Regions from separate parts of the Oryctolagus cuniculus genome. Here regions 1 and 2 are each linked to region 3. A link is a contact called in public Hi-C data. All regions are on one chromosome and are shown on one strand. Each heading gives the region's core, a stretch centred on a gene start, on an enhancer-like site or on the middle of the called end of the contact. The rest is flanking DNA. Distances are from core to core; before and after follow the strand shown.

Region 1 (3,404 bases), core at 876-3,375, 330 kb after region 3:
TCCACCCCTCCCAAAAAAAAAAAAAAAAAACCCTCAAAAACAAAACCCATGCACACACACAGACACGGGAGCAGGTGTGTCAGAATACAAGTCTCATGGGTATTTGGAACCGAGACCAGGATTTTCTGTAAACAACCATAATCAGAAAGTCTGCTGCCTTATATCTAAGAACCCAAAAGATAGGTGACTGCTGACTTCTGCTTCTCTTTTCCTGGGAAGGAAATTGTTGCCTGCCAGTCAGCCAGCCCTCAGAGGCGATCTGCTGCTGCAGGTTTGCAACTTTTCTTCCCCAGGTTCAGAAACTCCAGTTTGGGGCAGGCATCTGGTACAGAGTTAAGAAACCACTTGGGATACCCATACCCCATGTCAGTGTGCTAGGTTCAAATCCCAGCCCTGCTTCTGACTCCAGCTTCCTAATGTGCACCCTGGGAGGCAGCAAGTGATGGCTCCAGTGCTGGCTCCCTGGTCACCCACGGGGAGACCCAGATTGAGTTCCTGGCTCCTGGCTTCAGCCTGGCCCAGTCCTTGATGTTGCAGGCATTTAAGGAGTGAGAAAGTGGATAGAAGCTCACCAAAAGATAAATAAAAAATGTGTAAGGAACTAAACTTGTATCCTAGAAAGGAGAAGTGAGAGAAAGCCCCAGCCTGGAGTGAAGGTGACCAACTGGCACTCCAAGCTATTCCAGGGTGAACTGCACACACCTCTGCCTGGGGTCCCGCTGGGTGTGGAGTCACACAATGCCAAAGGATGTTTTTTTTCTACCCAACTTCAAGGCCCTTGTCAGAGCGTAGCGGAGGTTAGTGGGCTCTTGCAATGTGAGGCCCATGTAAAAGGCCCTGGAGAGCCAAGCCAGCCACCTGCACTGTTGGAGAAGCCAGAAATACAGTGCACAATCAGACACACGTCTCCCTCTGTGTGCAGCTCACATTCCAGCTCTCGCTGTGGCCTGCACACAATTCTGTTCTGGGCAGGGGTCATGTGACACGCAGACCCCGGATGGCCCTCTCCCCGCCAACATCCTCCCCCCGCAGGCGTGTGCAGGCTTTTCCTGCCTCTGATCCAGTGGACATATGTAATCTTTGACTACAACTCTCAGAGGCTGGTTTTTTCCCACCCTGCAAGTCAGTGAGTGCAAGTGTTGGCAGAGACGCCTGGAGCCATAGGTTCTAAGCATTCAGGCAGAGGGGGAAAAAAAATAGTTTTTCCAACCCCGGCCTGCTAAGGACACATGGTGGGTCTCAGGCATTTCCTGCCTGCACTGCCGGATCTCTCCTCCTCTTGCACACATGCTCCTCCTACTGCCTGATGCTGGAAGTGCACCCCCGGGGCTAGCACAGAGAACACCCCAGCATGGGCCTAGGACAGCCATGTTGAAAGACTGCTGAAGCTCCCTCTCAAAACGAAATAACACATCCTTAAGAATTCCTCCACTACTCTGGCAAAGGGACCAAGCCAACTCAGACTTTACTCTTCGGGATCAGCCTGTAATAAACACTCAATACATAAATTCTCCCGGAACAGAGCTTTGCCAAATAAGCTCAATTTAAGTCTCCCTTACAGAATAAGTCAGAATCAGGGATTCAGAGGCAGGCTTTGCTCTATTCCTTTTCTGTAACTTAGACATAATGGTATCGCGCACACCCTGGTGTTGTGGGAAGCAAGAGAGAACGGGAATGTATCAGGAAGGTGTTTTATAACATAAAAAAGAACACGAACTGTTTCCATCAGCACACGCACACACCCTTTCCATGCATCTGGGTGGAAATGGTAGTCAGGGCCATCTAACCCCCAAAAAAGGAAGTAGGCTAAGGAAGGCTCAGTCACAAACAGGAAGTCACAGAAATGCCACCAGAAAAACTGTCTCCGGCAAAACACCAAAAAACCAAGAAAATTAAACAACCTTGAGGCTAGGTTGGTGGAGGTAGGTGGTAGCTCTAGTTAATGGTTTGGGGTGTTACCAGCCTGACCTGACCCCCTATGGAGGGGGTTTTCAGAGCTGATTAGGTAATTCTTGGCCTCCGTTTGACCTCACACATGGGAATTCTCACTCTGCATTTTAGGAGCTCTGCAGTTGGTAGGTTCCTGCCTTTTTAAATGTAGGTCTCTCCTCCTATTCCCCTGTGGCAATAGGAGGGGCCAGGCGCTCCGCCGGCTGGGAGGAGCTGGGGCTCCGCCTGCCCTCGCCCTCGCCCCGGGGAGCCGCCCGCCCGCCCCGGCAGCTCCACTCGTCCGGGCCTCCCTCCCTGGCTCTCCAGACCTGCCACATGGTAGGTTGGCGGCTGCAGGGAATTGAAGAGAAGCATTTGAGTGACCGCAGCACAAAGCAGCCTCACAGTTCTGGAGATGATGTCAGGTTTTCCTTCCAAGCTTCTGCTCAGAGGAGACAAAATCCTAGACATTTTTTTAGGGAAGGAAAAAAAAAAAGAGGGAAAAAAGAAAAAAAAAAGAAAAGCAAAAAACCACCACCAAAATCGAAAGGGAAACATGTCAGCATAGCAGGACGCATTCTGCCGCTGCTTCTCTCAATTTTCTTTTCTATTCTTGAAATCTCTTTCAAAACTCCTACCACCTCTCTTGCCCCTTCCAGCCTTCTGTACATTTTTAAGGTAGAGAAGGGAAAGGATTGAAAATCCGTGAATTTTTAAGTCGTTCTTCTGTGTTCCTAAAGCTCATTTGTTGGAGGAGCGGAGTTGTGCCTCAGTCACCTCCACCCCCAGATGAAAGGCTGCGAGGGAGAGTAGGAAGCCAGGCGACCAACACCATCCTTCACGGGACCCCAGCCCAAGGCCAGCGGTTCAAGCATCCTTGAGATTCAGGTAACAAGTCCCATTTTAGGCTGTGTGGATTGTTGGGAAGGGCCTCCACCTACACAGATCTGGGAAGATACTGCGACTTTCCAAGTGATTTTACATTTGAGCCCCAGAACAACTGTGTGAATTCAGCTGGGGTCAGGGTGAGAGGAGCAGCGAGGCCGCTCAGCCAGTTCCCTGGGAAGCCGAGACTGAAAGATCCACGTCTGCCGAGGGCTCCTCCAGCAGCCTATCAAGGCTCTATGGCCAACAGGTTCTACAGGCTTGCATTCATGCTAAGCAAGCTGTCCCCATTTTAAACACAGGGTAGCATGAGCATTTAAAATAACTTTTCACAAATTACATAGGGTGTGTTTCTTTTGCAAAAGTAGGACTCTGGGGGCCCTTTTCAATAGATAATGTTTTAAATTAAAATTTTGTTTTTAAGGAATACTTCACTTACGTGATTTAAAAGTCAGAATTCTACATCACAGTATATCTGGAAAGTTTTGCTTATCACCTCTTTCTTTTCATCTGACTTCTCGACTCCCTCCTCTCCTTTGTAGATCATTCTTATTCCTTTCATCCTATCGACGTTTATGAAAATACAAATC
Region 2 (3,382 bases), core at 842-3,341, 260 kb after region 3:
ATTCTGTTATGAGCTCTTAGGCTGGTTACGTAAGCTCTGTTTCTGCTTCCTAAGGTTGTGATGAGCGATCACGTGAGTCAGTGTGCCAAGCACCTAGAAGGTGCCTGTCACATAGTAAGTGCTTTGTACACATTTGCTTCAAAACAATAAATCATGGTAAAGCCACTGCCTTGGACGCCGGCAGGCACCCCATAGGGGCACTGGTTTGTGTCCTGGCTGTTCCACTTCCAATACAGCTCCCTGCTAATGTACCTGGGGATAGCAGTGGAAGATGGCCCAAGTACTTGGGCCCTGCAACCCAAGTGGGAGACCCGGATGAAGCTCCTGGCTCCTGGCTTTGGCCTGGCCCAGCGTTAGCCATGGTAGCCATCTGGGGAGTGAACCAGCAGATGGAAGATCTCTCTTTCTGTGGGTCTCTCTCTGTCTCTCCCTCTCTGTGACTCTTTCAAATAAATGAATAAGTAAATCAAAGAAACAGTCGCAAGCTGGCCGGGCCCCAGCTGTTTGAGGCTGCATCTTACCTGACACAGGTCAGGGCATCCAGCCTGCAAGAAGGGCTCATCTCCATTGTTCCCTGCCGGCGGTATCCCTTCCTCATTTGACAGATGGAGAAACTGAGGTTGGGGAGGGGAGTGGTGCAGTCGCTCTCCTCTGAGTGGTAGTGCCGGGTTCAACCTCAGAGGGATGAGGGACCTTTAAAAAGTTCCTGGAGAAGCTCAGCGGTGGGAAGAACTAAGTGAGGGCTTCAAGGGTCCAGGGCTAAAGCAAGCTTCTCTTTTTACCTGCATTCCCCACAGCCCTTATGACGCCCCCAGAGCTGGGGGGGCGAGGGGGGCTGCCTGCTGTTGAGAATGATGTTTGCACAGGGAACACTGACACGGGATCCTCACAAGTTCACACAAACTCACTCCCTCACCTCAAGACACTGAAGACACTTTTATTTAAAAAGCCCTTGTAATCAATCCTCCCATAACCTGCGCCCGCCATTTCTCTATCAGGAATGTGGCACGTTTGAGTTTTCATATACTGTGTTATCTCAGGCTATTATCCATCTCTGTTGTTCAAAAAATAAATTCCAGGCTGGAAGTTCAGCTAAACTTCTGGGTTTTATGAATTAATCTCTCTCTATCTCATATACAGGGTCTAAAGATTTTTTCTCTGAAGCCCAGTAGCCCTTACCAGGAACAAATGATGGTTTTTGTTACCAATTCTGCACATACTCTTTAGAAACATAAAGCCTGGCTTAGGGCAGCTGAAATCATCAATAATTAACAGCAAAAATCTCTCGCAGGTCCAAATTCCTCCACGGGTAGTGGCAGAATTCCTTTCTGCTCTCTGATCTGTCAATACCACCTTTGCAAATGCCAGTTCCAGAGAGATAGAATGAAATATTGCTCAATATTTTTATTAGTGGCTGGGATCATGTTCAAGCAAATTATACATGTTCGAGGAGCGCTCTGTTCCTTCCCTTTAAGAGGAAAAGAAAAAAAAAATCACCAAACCCCACCCCACCCCGCCCTTAGCTTCTAAAGTTCCGGAGTCACTGGTGCCTGAGATAGAGCCAAGATAAAAAGAATTGAAAACAAAAACGCGCATTTTTTTTCACTGCCTCTTTTTGAAACTTTTGTTCCCAGCTCATATACATTCCTGCTCCAAGTCCTGGGGTTCTGACCCAGTGTCACCTCCAGTCCCACCGGGCTTTCTCTGTGGCCCGGAGCCTGTCTCGGGTCAGCCTGCAGCCCCACCCCCAGGGAATTAACCCCTTCCAACCTCCAACCACCCTCCCCCTCTGCCTGCTCCTGCGACTCCTCTGTCCCCCTTTTGGCTCTGGGCTTCAAAAAGCGTCCTCACTCTTCTGCCTGGGGTTAAAGGTTGCAAATGGGCTAGAAGCAGCTGCAGGGACACTCTGCATATCTGGTGGGTGGGGCCGGCAGTGGGCAGCGGGAGAGACCAGGATCGAGATTAGGTGAAACATTAGCCACGGCCTTTTGGATTCAGTCCAGTGTCTTTCAATGATTTCTTTATGTGCTTTGGGTGCTGGGCTTATTTGGCATGGGCCAAGCACCCATTAGATTTCACAATGATCTGCTATGTTACAGCTCTAAACATGTGAACTCCCACCAAAGGAAATCTGTGTTCTTGTGCCTCTCCCTGGGGAAGCCGCAGGGAGCAGCCCTCTAAGCGAATTCATCAGAATGACGAGGTAATGCTCTAAAAATAATAGGGGTTATTATGATCTGGATCTCTTTCAAGTTTGAGCTCATTCAGTGAGCTTGAGAACCCATACATCAAATCACACGTATGGATTGTGTTCTTAGAGGGAAGTGGATTAGCGCAGAGACAGCTACGTTATTAGGACACAGAAGGGCAATGACTCTCAGAACACTGGACTCCATTCCCACTGGGTTCATTAAGCCCTTGGCCTAGGAGGGGGCAGAGGGCTGGGTGCCACAGCGATCCCTTAACTTGTCCCCAGCAGCCAGATGACAAGCCTTGAGCTCGGAAAAGATAGCTGGACAGAGGTCAAGGAGCAGAGCTGGGGTTGTAGCAAAAAAAGCGAAAATCTGTGTTACGTCTCCTTGGGCTTCCTTTGCTAATAGAAGATTTGCTATTGCTAAGCACAGCTATACAGATCAATGTGCAAACTGACCCCATGTGGCACAAAACCCAAAAACAACAAAACCCGACTTACTGCCAGCTCACTTGGATCCAACAAGCCACTGTGATTGTCATCAGATTTTCAAAAATACCTCCTGAAAGATCGGCTCCACAAGGATGTTTCTGTAGGAAAACAAACTTGCAGCTGGGCCCTGGTTCCCAAGGCCTTCATCCACCCCTGGTCCGAGATTAGATAAACCTCAGTGTGAGGCTGAGAAGGAAAACCCACATTGGAAACAGGAAAGTGGTGACAATGGGGCAGCTTCTTTTCTTCTTTTAATTGAGGGGATTCTCTGATTTGCAAAGTAGCCTCTTTCCCTAATATATGCCCCAAGTAAACACAAGTAAGGTGTTTTCAGGATCCAGATCCAAACCACCCACAGCCCTCAATGATAACTGATCTACAGCAGGCCAGCATGATGGCAAGAACAAACAGCAGCGGGGACTCCCCAGCTACACTCAGAAATACCTCTTGTCTCCTAATCTGAGCCCTGTGCTGTTCCTGAGCTAAAGCACCAGGATAGCTCCAGCCTAAGAAATCTCCTGTGGCTTCAGAATGCTCTTCAGATAATTCCAGTGTCTTCATTCTCAAAATAATAGTGATGTTGATTGCAGTGTTAGCAATCCCAGCCCACTTCAGTGGGTCTCCATTAATCATGGCTGGCAGGAGAGCCTAGAGGGTCATGGGTAATTGAATCCCAGCCAACCTTCAAACCTAATTCAA
Region 3 (3,192 bases), core at 439-2,938:
CGTTTTTTCTCTAAAAACAAGCCTTCCCGATGGTGAGACAGATTACCATCCAGATGGATTTCTTATAAAAATGCTTCTCAAATTCAAACATACAAGCGCTTACAAAAGGACAGCACAAAATTGCTGCGGGAGAAAAAACCTATAATGAACAACTGGCCCATTTCTCACCGGATTTTGCTTAATAATTAGAGCTACCAAACCGAAGTGAAGTCAGAATTCCACTCCATACTTTTCCCCATTACACCCGACTCTTTTGAGAATATAATCAATATATTTCAAGTGTCTCAGGCGATACTAATGGGAAAATAAACTGAGTAAAAAAAATCCAGTGATCCAAATGAAATGTTTATTTTCATGAAACGCAATAAGGTGAGCAATTTCCATTTAATCTTTGAAAAATAAGTCCCATTCCCGTTCTTCATCTGGTAGCACTGCACGGTGCCGTAAAATTTAAAGCATCTACCAAAGAAATGAATATGACGAGTCCAGGTCTTATCTGCCACCTCCGAGAAAGCCACTCTGAAACGTCAGGTAGGGCCCGTGGGCCAGCCCCTCTGTCCGCCGCACACGGCTCGGGTCCCTCCGGCTGCAGGCTGCCGCCCCAGGCGCTCTCCGCCTCCAGCCACGCCGCAATCCCCGCTCCAGGCACTGCGGCAGGTTCCCTCCGTGCCCCCGGGAGAACTCCGGCGACCCGGCCGGCGCTGTTTCCCCCGCCCCCGAGGATCCAGACGCCCCGGCAGCTGCCGGGTTCCAGGACCTAGAACGGGATGCTGCCTGCCGTCCCGACGGCCCCAAGTTTCTTCCCGCAGGGCCCGAGAGGCTGCTCCAAGTTTGCGCTGCCAGGCGAGCGGCCGCGCGCCCCGTCCGGGGAGGGGGGCGCGGGCGGGGGCGGGAGGGGGAGGAGCAGCGGCGCGCGGCCTCGGAGCTACCTAGCTCCGGACAACGCTGCCGCACGCGGACCGCACCGGGGATCTGGGGCTTTGGGGGGGAGTCGGGGGCGGGCGCAGGCCGGGGGACCACACAGGTGAGCCCCCGCCCGCGCCCTCCCCGCCGGCCTCGCTCGCCGGCACCCAGGATCCGCACGGTGTCTCCCCCAATCCCACACTTTCAACCGCGAGCAGGGGGCCTCCTCCCCTCGCCTTCCTCTCCGCCCCCACTCCCGGCTGCGAGGAGCTGCTGCACTTTCCCAAGCGCACAGGCGCCCCCCGCGCTGCACCCCAACCCACCCCCCGGCGGGCCATACCCACCCCCCCCAACACACACACACACCCCCGCCAGCCACCCACCCACCCGTAAGAAACAAACGAAGGCAGCGGAGCTGCGGAGAGGGCGGCAGGAGTCGGGGCAAGCAGGCAAGGTGAGGGCGAGGGGACTTACTTTGCTAAGCGCGGTGCAGAGCGCTGGCGACCGGAGAGAAAGGAGGCCCGGATCCGGGCTGCCCGGAGCCCCGCGAGCGCGGTGGTGTCAGCGCCCCAGGCCGCGCAGCGCTGGCGGCGGCGGCGGCCGCAGGGGACGGGGTCGGGCACGGGGACGGACGCGCGTGCGGCGGGCGCGGCGCGGTGAGGGCTCGGCGGGCGCTCGCGCTGCGCTCCGGCTCGGCCCCGGCTCCGCGCGGCTCCGCTCCTGGCTCCCCTCTGGCTCCTGGCACCAACTCCGGGCAGTCACATGACGCCGGCGCCGCTCGCTCTGCGAGCCTCCCGGGGCTGGCGGGGTAAGTAGAGGCTGGGACCCGGGGTGGGAGGGTCAGGGAGGGGAGAGGGAGCCGCCGCGGCCGCCCGGGCTGGGCGGGTCCCCACCCACTTGGGTGGAGGCAGCCGCCCGAGGGGTCGGCCGAGTCACTCGCGCAAACACGCACCCCGCCCTGCGCCCTTCCCCCGCCGCCCCCGCCTCCCGCGCCGCCTCCGCCCCGCCCCGCCCAGTCACCCGGGGACGGCCTGACAGACACTCATTATTCCCCGGAGCCGGGCGCCGCCCCGCCGGCCGAACCTGTCCCGCGAGGCGCGGCGCGGCCCGTGGGGCTGGGCGTGCGCGGCCTCCGCCCTCCGCCCCCCGCCCGGCGCGCCCGGCCCCCTCCCCGCGCTCTGGGCCGCCGCGCCGCCGCCCGAGCCCGGGGGGAAGGAAGGGCGGCGCTGCCCGCTCGGGGCGTCGCGCGGCTGCAGCCCGCTGCGCCGCTTCCAAAACACACAGCCGGGCTCGCGGGCGAGCCGAGGCGGGGGACCCGGGCGGCCGCGGCCATCAATCAGCCGGCTCCGGCGGGAAGGGCGGCCCTGGGCGCGGCGGGAAGGGCTGGGCCCCGCGGCCAGCGCGGCCGCTCCGGGGCCAAGCCTTACACACAACTCTAATGGGGGAAAAAAAAACAGCACAGGCGGCGGCGGAGCGGGTGGCCGGGACGCATTCGGAAGAACGCGGGCGGCCGCCGGGGAAGGACAGGCTCCTGGAGCGGGCGGACTTCGGCCTAAAATGGCCCCTGGCCTCCAAGGGTCCGCCGACTCCCTGTTGGCGCGCTCTTCCTTTGTGCCCCAGGGCGGCAGGCCCCAGGCGGCGCCTCCCGCCTCGGGAGGACTTCTCCCTGAGAGCCAGGAGACCCCGGGGGCCAACCTCCCACGGGCCGGGCCTGCGGCCCAACTTGGCCAAGTTGGGCCGGGTCCTCCCGCCCAGGCCGAGGGCTCGGCCCGCGACCTCTCCTTTCGCGTGGCGCCCCTGGGCCCCCGGCGCGCACGAGCTGGGCGGACACGCGCTTTCCCGGCCAGCCAGGCCCTTCGCGGCACTTTGTGGAGCTTGGTGCTAGAGTCCAATGCCTTTCTGAGTTTCTTTTTAAACAGAATTAATGTCATAAAGAATGCAATAAAAAGAACAAAGAACAAATTGGTTCGATTGTTTTAGCCTGTGTAGTGTTTAAAAAACGCCCTTGCTGCAGCCGATGGCTTCTTATTGCTTCAAGATGTTTTAAAGGCCTCGGGAGTTCACCATTCTCACTTTGAAGCCCCATCCGGGCGTGGTACTACTGGAAACGCAGCGATGTCTGTATTCCGAGCTCCTTCGTGTAACCACACGGTGTGGTAAAATTAGTCCGAGCCCCTTCGTGTAACTACACGGTGTCATAAAATTCACCTCAGGGAGTGAAATTTCTGACTGTAAAAGGTGCGCGCACATGCACGGCCATGTGGGGAGTCCCCAGCACCGACCCGCCCC

Evidence for each region. A called contact is a pair of places that touch in the nucleus more often than the background predicts.
Region 1: a contact with region 3 is called in a Hi-C map of an unstated tissue, with 4 times the contacts expected there. The contact joins the enhancer-like site here to the promoter of KLF3 in region 3. A contact is called at or near these places in 6 of 6 Hi-C or Micro-C datasets (ear pinna, embryonic fibroblasts, liver and 3 more).
Region 2: a Hi-C map of liver shows a contact between it and region 3, with 5 times the contacts expected there. The contact joins the enhancer-like site here to the promoter of KLF3 in region 3. A contact is called at or near these places in 3 of 6 Hi-C or Micro-C datasets (liver, psoas muscle and an unstated tissue).

What each region holds. Positions count from the first base shown.
Region 1 is chr2:32,335,297-32,338,700 of mOryCun1.1, reverse strand. No RefSeq gene overlaps it. Among named protein-coding and RNA genes, the nearest start is that of KLF3, 330 kb to the left of the region's middle. Within about 2 kb of position 2,125, at least 7 of the 8 cell types and tissues checked have an H3K27ac peak or open chromatin away from gene starts, as enhancers often do. A contact at or near this core is called in ear pinna, where this site is marked.
Region 2 is chr2:32,409,735-32,413,116 of mOryCun1.1, reverse strand. No RefSeq gene overlaps it. Among named protein-coding and RNA genes, the nearest start is that of KLF3, 260 kb to the left of the region's middle. Within about 2 kb of position 2,091, at least 3 of the 8 cell types and tissues checked have an H3K27ac peak or open chromatin away from gene starts, as enhancers often do.
Region 3 is chr2:32,666,975-32,670,166 of mOryCun1.1, reverse strand. KLF3 (KLF transcription factor 3) reads right to left here and starts at 1,688. Exons shown (of 6, transcript XM_070069638.1): 1 at 1,378-1,688. LOC103352423 (serine/arginine repetitive matrix protein 1) reads left to right here and starts at 355. Exons shown (of 9, transcript XR_011386818.1): 1 at 355-369; 2 at 536-1,357. LOC127490249 (a long non-coding RNA gene) reads left to right here. Exons shown (of 2, transcript XR_007918083.2): 2 at 1-124.